Linked DNA regions of Macaca mulatta: all the other regions are linked to region 1. A link is a contact called in public Hi-C data. All regions are on one chromosome and are shown on one strand. The core of a region is the stretch at or near the end of the contact, and the rest is flanking DNA. Distances in the headings are between cores, read along the strand shown. Region 1 holds the start of VTI1B (vesicle transport through interaction with t-SNAREs 1B). Region 2 holds the start of LOC710516 (ADP-ribosylation factor 1-like). Region 3 holds the start of PLEKHH1 (pleckstrin homology, MyTH4 and FERM domain containing H1).

Evidence for each region. Hi-C and Micro-C count contacts between places; a contact is called where the count stands out from the background.
Region 2: a Hi-C map of fetal cortex germinal zone shows a contact between it and region 1, with 4 times the contacts expected there. The contact joins the promoter of LOC710516 here to the promoter of VTI1B in region 1. A contact is called at or near these places in 2 of 14 Hi-C or Micro-C datasets (fetal cortex germinal zone and fetal cortical plate).
Region 3: a contact with region 1 is called in a Hi-C map of fetal cortex germinal zone, with 2.6 times the contacts expected there. The contact joins the promoter of PLEKHH1 here to the promoter of VTI1B in region 1. A contact is called at or near these places in 3 of 14 Hi-C or Micro-C datasets (fetal cortex germinal zone, fetal cortical plate and liver).

What each region holds. Positions count from the first base shown.
Region 1 is chr7:140,850,234-140,853,144 of T2T-MMU8v2.0, forward strand. VTI1B (vesicle transport through interaction with t-SNAREs 1B) reads right to left here and starts at 1,461. Exons shown (of 6, transcript NM_001266359.2): 1 at 1,235-1,461. The coding sequence starts at 1,349. ARG2 (arginase 2) reads left to right here. Exons shown (of 13, transcript NM_001261253.1): 13 at 1,235-1,462.
Region 2 is chr7:140,598,538-140,601,448 of T2T-MMU8v2.0, forward strand. It overlaps LOC710516 (ADP-ribosylation factor 1-like), which reads left to right and starts at 1,545. Exons shown (of 1, transcript XM_077941210.1): 1 at 1,545-2,704. The coding sequence starts at 1,565. The coding sequence ends at 2,176.
Region 3 is chr7:140,707,695-140,710,605 of T2T-MMU8v2.0, forward strand. It overlaps PLEKHH1 (pleckstrin homology, MyTH4 and FERM domain containing H1), which reads left to right and starts at 1,515. Exons shown (of 30, transcript XM_077941193.1): 1 at 1,515-1,620.

The DNA of each region.
Region 1 (2,911 bases), core at 211-2,710:
AGAGACCAACCTGGCCAACATGGTGAAACCCCGTCTCTACTAAAAATACAAAAAAAATTAGCCAGGGGTGGTGGCGCAACTGTAATCCCAGTTACTCCAGAGGCTGAGGCAGGAGAATTGCTTCAATCTGGGAAGTGGAGGCTGCAGTGAGCCGAGATCGTACCACTGCACTCCAGACTGGATGACAGAGTAAGACTCTGTCTCAAAAATAATAATAATAATAATAATAATAAAATAAAACTGAAGTCCCATCCCCTATTCCTTTACTCTGATTTATTTTCCTGTATTCTTTAACACTGCCGCTTAATAGTTATATATTGTTTATCACCTACCCACTAGAATGGGGACGTGCATGTCTTTTTCACTGTAATTTGCAATATTCACCAGCACCTAGAACAGTGCCTGGCACACAGCAGCCTCACAATAAATATATATTAAATACATGCATTTCATTCTCACCAGAGTCATTCAATTCCTATGACCTTGAGTAATTCGTTGAGCAAACACTCAAGCTCTGATCCTTAAATAAAAGCAATAAAACAAAGTTTTGTCCTTGCCATCAAGTTCTATATATCCGGAGGCCAAGAACTATATATAGCAGGTCTTCCTATGGATCTAGGGCCAGAAAACTCTAGCTCCTCCAGACAAAACTTGTAGCAACCTGAACCATGAAATGAAGGGGTAGTAAATAGTCTCAGCAGTAAAAACGTTCAAAACAAGACCACATCTAAACGCCACCATACGGTTTTAAAGGCCAGCTCTCTACCCTCCAATAACAGGTATATACCAACGCCCCAAATTATGACTCTTTTGGGTTTTTAACCCTTTTTCTGTGCTACAGATCCTCTGTCAGTCTGGTGAAAACTAGACCTGTCTTGACACTAGTGCTTCTAAATGCATAAAACAAACAAAAACAGCTACGAAAGAAACCCACGCTACATTACAGGACCGCAGATGTAAAAGCCCCTCTGCTCTGTTTGCCGCAGTGGAAAAAAACGAGAAAATGTGGAAGGCCATAGAAGGAACCCAGGGAACTGAACCCCGCGTCCCTGGGCGCGTCCCCAATTCACTCTCAGTGGCAGGGAGACCCGGGGTTGCGACCCAGCCAGCCCTAGGGGGCGTGTCTGAGGACGCGGAGGAAGGAGACGCGGGCCCGGGTCTGGGAGGAAGGTGGGGGAAAATTCCAAAGCGCGCGGGGCCGCGCTCCCCACGGCGTGGCCCACCCGCGCCTCACCGGTCCCAGCAGTCCCCAGCAGCCGCTCGGGCACCCCTTGTAGGTCTTCATGGAGGCCGCGGAAGATCTCGTGCAGCTTCTCGAAATGCTCCGAGGAGGCGGCGGAGGCGGCCATGGCGCAGGACGCGCTCGAGCAGCGGCCACCCAGATTCGGGGCTCTGGGCCCTCTCCTAGCCCGGCGGTCAGCCGCCCAGTCCCGTGGCCATAACGGCGACCGCCGCACCACCGCTGCCCAGGACGAGGCTCTTCCGGGGCCGCAGAAGGGTCCTCCCGAGCCGGAACGCCCACCCTCTCTAGCCCGTGATTGCGGGAGCGCCGGCGCGAAGGCCTGACGGGAAGGCGGCAGACTGCGCGGCCTAGGCGACTCCTGAGGGAGCGAGCGGGGCGAATGGTAGTCGCAGAGCCCGAGAAGTGCCCGGTCCGGGGTGGGGAAAGGCCGCAGAGAAAGGGCCCTAGGGGACCTGCGGGACGGGCAGCTCGGCCGCCTTCCTCCCAGGCCCCGCCGGCCGGCCAGGGGCGGGCGCTGCAGTGCACGCCGGGGGATGTAGTTTGACTCGGAGAGCGTCTGGTGCCGGAGTCGCGCGTTGCCCGGGGTGCCAGGTTTAGCCCGCCAGGCGACAGCGGGCTTCGGCCCGATTTGATGTGTGTTTGCGTCTAGACGTCGTCCTCACTGTCATCGCGCTTTGCTTTGCCACCCTGACCCGAATTCCTCATTTCGCGTCTTGACCGAATGTTAGCTTTAGGCCCTGGAAAGAGCCGGGCCGGGGGCTCTGCCTGCAGTCGGGAGGTGGAGCACTTTTCCTGGAAGGCCCAGCTGCTCCCCAAGCTTTCAGAAGTGGAACTTGGCCGGGCGAGTGGCTCGCGTCTGTAATCCCAGTACTTTGGGAGGCCGAGGTGGGAGGATTGCTTGAACCCAGTAGTTCGAGACCAGCCTGGTCACAATAGCGAGAGCACTACCGGAAACCCAAAATAGGAGCCGGGCAAGGTGGCGCGCACTTCTGGCCCCAGCTACCCCGGAGGCTGAAGCAGGAGGATTACTTGAGTCCACAAGGTTGAGATTGCAGAGTTCCCACCACTGCACTCCAGCTTGGGAGACTTTGCTCCCAAGTGGAGGGTGACCTTGTCTCCAAACAAACCCAAAAAACAAAAATTCAAAAGTGGAACCCAGTTAGGATGACCTCGAAATACTCTAGCTGCTAGGCTGCCTCGTGCACTTGTTCACAACAGGTGTTTGTCAAGCGTAGGCATTGCGAGGGATCTGGGCATGTTGGTGAATAAAACATTTACTCTCTGCTCCGAGGGAATTTATAATCTGGTGTGGAAGGTGGGCCTGGCTTCATTAGGTCTCATCTGCCACTAAGTGTCACTTGTTAACAATTACAAGGTCCTTTCCTGCACTCCATGGGTATAAATGCCGGTCTTCAGGTCGGGCATGGTGGCTCAAGCATCATCCCAGCACTTTGGGAGGCCGACGCGGGCGGATTACTTGAAGTCAGGAGTTCGAGACCAGCCTAGCCAACACGGTGAAACCCCCATCTCTGCTAAAATCACAAAAATTAGCCGAGCGTGGTGGTGGGCGCCTGTAATCCCAGCTACTCGGGAGGCTAAGGCAGGAGAATCACCTGAACCCGGGAGGTAGTGGTTGCAGTGAGCTGAGATCATGCCACTGCACTCCAG
Region 2 (2,911 bases), core at 295-2,794, 250 kb before region 1:
GGCTGGTGCCTGGGAGGCAGGGCTCCCTTCTCATTGTCTTAATTCTTCCCAGCCCCCTTTGGAAAGGAAGGACATCATTCCAACTGGTTCACCTACTTTGTCTTGCCTGGAGAAACAAAGTTTAGCTCATACTAGGAATGAAAATTTTTTGTTTGTTTGCTTTGTTTTGGTTTGGTTTTAGAGCCAGGGTCTCACTCTGTTGCCCAGGCTAGAATGCAGTGGTGTGATCACAGCTCACTACAGCCTCAAACTCCTGGGCTCAAGTGATCCTCCTGCCTCAGCTTCCTGAGCAGCTAGGACTACAGGCACATACCACCATGCCTACCTAATTTAAAAAAATTCTTGTAGGCCAGGGACAGTGGCTCATGCCTATAATCCCAACATTTTGGGAGGCCAAGGTGGGAGAATCGCTTGAGCTCAGGAGTTCAAGACCAGTCTGGGCAACATGGTGAAACTCCATCTGTATAAAAAATTAGCCAGGTGTGGTGGCACATGCCTATAGTCCCAGCTACTCCGGAGGCTGAGGTAGGAGGATTGCTTGAGCCCAGAAGATGGAGGTTGCAGTGAGCTGAGATAGCACCACTGCATTCCAGCCTGGGCAACAGAGTCTCTAAAACCAAACCAAAAAATTAACAAACAAAAAGTTTTCATTCCTAGTATGAGCTAAACTATTTCTCCTGGCAAGACAAAGCAGGTGAACCACTTGGGATGATGTCCTTCCTTTCCAAAGGGGATTGGGAAGAATTAAGGCAATGAGAGGGGAGCCCTGCCTCCCAGGCACCAGCCTCAGGGAGGAAGGAACAGAGAGGAACCGGACCTGCTCTGATGGACAGGAGCTGGAATAGGACCACGAGAGAACCCACTTCCAGACACAGGGTAGAACCACAGCGGTGGGCATGTCTCTCCTGATCTGATGGGGTCCTGAGAGCCAGCCTGACCCTGTGGGCTCCCTCCCCGCCCCACACCCCACATCTTATCTGAGAAATTTTCTTTTTTTTTGGTGGAGACGGGATCTTGCTATGTTGCCTATTGGTCTCAAACTCCTGGGCTCAAGCGATCCTCCTGCCTCAGCCTCCCAAAGTGCTGAGATTACAGGCATGAGCCACCATGCCTAGCCAATGAAAAAATTTAATAACCGGCTTATCCTGCCTGAAACAAAACATCTCTAAGGGGTTTACTAAACACATCAAAACCCAAAACACACCCAGTATCTAACATTTAAAATATTCAGTATAACTCTCAGATTACCTTTTCCTGTGGAGAGACAAGCAGAACAACAGTCTCGAAAAGACTCCCCACACAAAGGAGACTACCGTGTGGTCCGACAGGATCTCTGGGCTGAGTTGGGCAGTTGCTGAGGAGGGTAGAGGGTTTGAGCTTCTCTCTTGGGGTTTTCAATGGTGATCTCAGCAAGGGAGTTAAGAATCAAAGCCCTGGGGCCATGGCTGTGAAACCTTTGAAAGTAGGAGAACCACTGTCCTGTGTCCTGTGGGAGTTTCACTGTCTGCTGCCTCTTCGCTGTCAGTGTGCCTCTTAAAACACAGATCTTGTGGGAGCGAAACCAATGCCTGGCTCGGAGCAGCAGCCTCTGAGGTGTCCCCGGCCAGCGTCCTTCCACCTGTCCACAAGCATGGGGAACATCTTCGTCAACCTCTTCACGGGCCTTTTTGGCAAAAAAGAAATGCGCATCCTCGTGGCGAGTCTGGATGCTGTGGGGAAGACCACGATCCTGTACAAGCTTAAGCTGGGTGAGATCGTGACCACCATTCCCGCCACAGGCTTCAGCGTGGAAACCGTGGAGTACAAGAACATCAGCTTCACTGTGTGGGACGTGGGTGGCCAGGACAAGATCCGGCCCCTGTGGCACCACTACTTCCAGAACACACAAGGCCTGATCTTCGTGGTGGACAGCAATGACAGAGAACGCGTGAACGAGGCCCGTGAGGAGCTCATGAGGATGCTGGCCGAGGACGAGCTCCGGGATGCTGTCCTCCTAGTGTTCGCCAACAAGCAGGACCTCCCCAATGCCATGAATGCGGCTGAGATCACAGACAAGCTGGGGCTGCACTTCCTATGCCACAGGAACTGGTACATTCAGGCCACCTGTGCCACCAGCGGTGACGGGCTCTATGAAGGACCAGACTGGCTGTCCAATCAGCTCCGGAACCAGAAGTGAATGCAGCCCCCCTCCCCCTCACTCCTCTTGCCCTCTGCTTTACTCTCATGTGGCAAACGTGCAGCTCGTGGTGTGAGTGCCAGAAGCTGCCTCCGTGGTTTGGTCACCGTGTGCATCGCACCGTGCTGTAAATGTGGCAGATGCAGGCTGCGGCCAGGCTTTTTATTTAATGTAAATAGCTTTTGTTTCCAATGAGGCAGTTTCTGGTGCTCCTATGCAATATTACTCAGCTTTTTCTTATTGTAGAAAGAAAAATCAACTCACTGTTCAGTGCTGAGAGGGGGATGTAGGCCCATAGGCACCTGGCCTCCAGGAGTCGCTGTGTTGGGAGAGCCGGGCACGCCCTTGGCTTTAGAGCTGTGTTGAAATCCATTTTGGTGGTTGGTTTTTAACCCAAACTCAGTGCGTTTTTAAAAATAGTTAAGAATCCAAGTCGAGAACACTTGAACACACAGAAGGGAGACCCCGCCTTGCATAGATTTGCAGTTATGGCCTGGATGCCAGTCGCCAGCCCAGCGGCTCCCCTCAGGAACATGAGGTGGTGGTGGTAAAGCAGACCGCGGTCAATTCTGCATGGTCACAGTAGAGATCCCCGCAACTCACTTGTCCTCAGGTCACCCTGCTTTCCATAGCCATGTGCTTATCTCTGTGCTCCCACAGTTCCCAGGGGCCAGGCTGGGAGCCCACAGCCACCCCACTCTCTCGCAGGCTGCCCCACCCACCTTCAGGCAGCCT
Region 3 (2,911 bases), core at 265-2,764, 140 kb before region 1:
GATGGCAGGATTGCTGGAGCCCAGGAGTTCAAGTTACAGTGAGCTATGATTGTGCCACTGCAATCCAGCCTGGAGAACAGAACAAGAACCTATGTCCAAAAAAAAAAAAAGAAAAAGAAAAAGTGAATGAATGAATGAATGAATGTCTTCTTAGCAAAATCCAGAGAACTTGCTTTTGCGCTTCCTTAGGCAACTTCTGGAATGTTGAAGTGGGTAGCCTGAGCATTGTCCCACAAAATGGGGCTAATCTATCCCAATCCCCATGAGCTATAAAGTCGTTAGCAAGTTCAGCTGTTGAAGTCCCATTGGCCCAGTTAAACTTTCACTTTTGGCCTCCTGCACTACCAGCTTTCCTTAGTGTCTGGGCTCTCAAAACTTCTCCGTGAGAATTGCCTGGGGAACTTTAGTTAGAAATTCAGATTCAAAACCAGGGTGGGGGTGTGCTTCATGGTTCCTAAGATGAGTCTTCCAAGGACCATTTGGAGAAACAGGCCCTGCTGGTATTTTGCTTCCGTTCAGGCCTTGACTGACAGAGAGCCTGCAGGGTTGAGGAAGAAGGCTCTGTTTTGAAAGGTGGATCCCTCCCTGCAATCGTCTCTATTTGCATCCTCTTTACTCCATGTTCACCTAACCAAATGTTGAGTTTTCCAGCCTCTCTGGGTATGAGATTGCTTTGGGCGATCTGAGATTTGCACATGTCTGAGAACGAGGGGCACAGGGGCACGCTGATGACTGTCCTGCAAACTGCCGGGCAGGCGGGGTCCTCCTGGGCTCTCCTTTAAAATAATATATATATAAGCTGGCCCGGAGGCCCAGGCGGGACGATCACTTGAGCTCAGGAGTTCGAGTCCAGCCTGGGCAACATAGCGAGACCAGAGAATAAGTAAATATACATAAGCAAGTAAGTTACTCTCCGGGCTGTCGTAACTTCTTTTTTCTTTTTCTTTCTCCTGCAAATTGCAACTCAGAACATTTGGTCTGCCAGACTGAACTAAGGACTTCTGTTCCAAATATCCAGACGTTACAGTTCCCACAGGTGGCCAGGCAAATGCTAGAACCTTTGGCGGAGAGGGTCTGGTCTTGTCCCGCATCCCGCGAGGGTCCCCTCTATTTGGGGCCAAGCAGATCCCCGGGGCGCTCTGGCCGCCCCTTGCAGCAGCTGGTGCGGCCTCCTCAGAGAGCTCGGGGCCGCCGCCCGGGACACCCCGCCGCCCTCCCCGCCGCCCCAGGGACTAGCCCAGCGGTGCGGAGAGGTGGGAGGCTGGAGCCTGCTGAGGTCATTTCCTGTGCCTCTCCGCGAGCTGCCTGGAGAGCCGAGCCCAGCGCTCTGCCTTTAAGGAGCGGGCGGGGAGCCGAGGGGAGGAGGGGGCCCGGCGGAGCGTTGAATGGGGCGCCGCAAGGCACGGCCGGGCTTTGTGCAGCGAGCCCGCGGGCACCCCTCCCGCTCCAGTCTCGCCCCGCCCCGCCCCGCCCCGCCCCCCGCGACCCCTGCTGCGGGAGAGCGGAGAGCCGGCAGCCGCCTGGGACTCCGGCTAGAGCGACGCAAGGTCGGCGGCGGCGGCGGCCCGAGGGCGCCCGTGTGCCCGGTGCGCGGCGGGGACGGCCGCGAGCTCGCTGGAGGTGAGCGACCTGCGCTTTCGCAGCTGTGGTGGGCTGGGGCTGTGCCGCGGGGGAGGGCGTCAGGCTGCGCGCGGGGGACGGTCCCTCCGGCCGGGAGGACGATCCTGAGCAGGTGCCTCCCTACCTGGAAGCGAGCTCCCAGCGGCGGGGAGCGCTGGAGCTCGCGTCCGGCTTGGCGCCCCGGGCGCCCCTGTGGTCTCGCGCCGCGAGGCCAGGAGGAGCGTCCCCCGGGAGGACCTGGAGTTGGGGATCGGCCAGATTCAGTCGCTCCCGGGAAGGGCCCTTGGAGCGGACGTGCAGGCTGCCACCTTGCTATCGGTGCTCGCTCCCTTTCAACCCTTCCCGCACCCTTCCCCACCTCACCTTAGGTTATTTCTTCTGTGATTTCTGAGTGTTCTCTTAGGGACCTTATGGCTTAGGCTCGACTCTTAGGAGCAGGTCAGCCAAGCAGAAAAGAAAACAGGTTGGGCGCCGAATGACACAGAGCATTGTGTCCTAGGAGTCTTAGCGAGGACTCGGTCGCCAGGAACCAGGGGACTTAGTGGGGGTGGCAGAAGCGGTAAAGACCCTCATCTGGAAGGAAACTGGGATTTCTGCTTGCTAGGATATCTCCTCTATAGCTTTTACTATGAATCGACCTCATAAAACTCTTTCAAGACAGAGTCTTGGTTCAGGTAAAACACCTGAAAGACCATTTTAAAAATTAAGTAGGAGAGTTATCAGTTCCTTCATCAAACTTTTTGGACTGTCTTCTGTGTGACAGACACTGTGTATAGGGCTGGTACCATCACTTAACACTTTATAGAACATCGGTATTAGTGTTTCTGCATATTATTAAGTCCATTTTCCAAAGGAGGAAACTGGGACTCTGAAAAGTTGTGATTTAGGCCAGTTGCAGTGGCTCATGCCTGTAATCCCAGCACTTTGGGAAGCCAAGGCAAGAGGAGAGCTTGATGCCAGGAGTTCGAGACCAGACTGGGCAACATAGGGATACCCTGTGTCTACAAATAAATAAAAATTTAAAAATTAGCTGGGTGTGGTGGTGTGGGCCTGTAGTCCCAGCTACTTGGGAGGCTGATGATCCTGTCTCTTAAAAAAAAAAAAAAAGTTTGTGATTTGCTACGGTCACATAGCTAAAAAGGAAGAGCCATAACTGAAACCCAAGCCTCCTAAATTCCTAACATATGGTTCAGTCCACTTCTACCACCTTCCCACAGACTGCTGAGGGGGCCTGCTCAGAGTTGGGCAATGGTGGGGTGCAGCCTGTGGCCCCAAACTCATTGAAACTAAC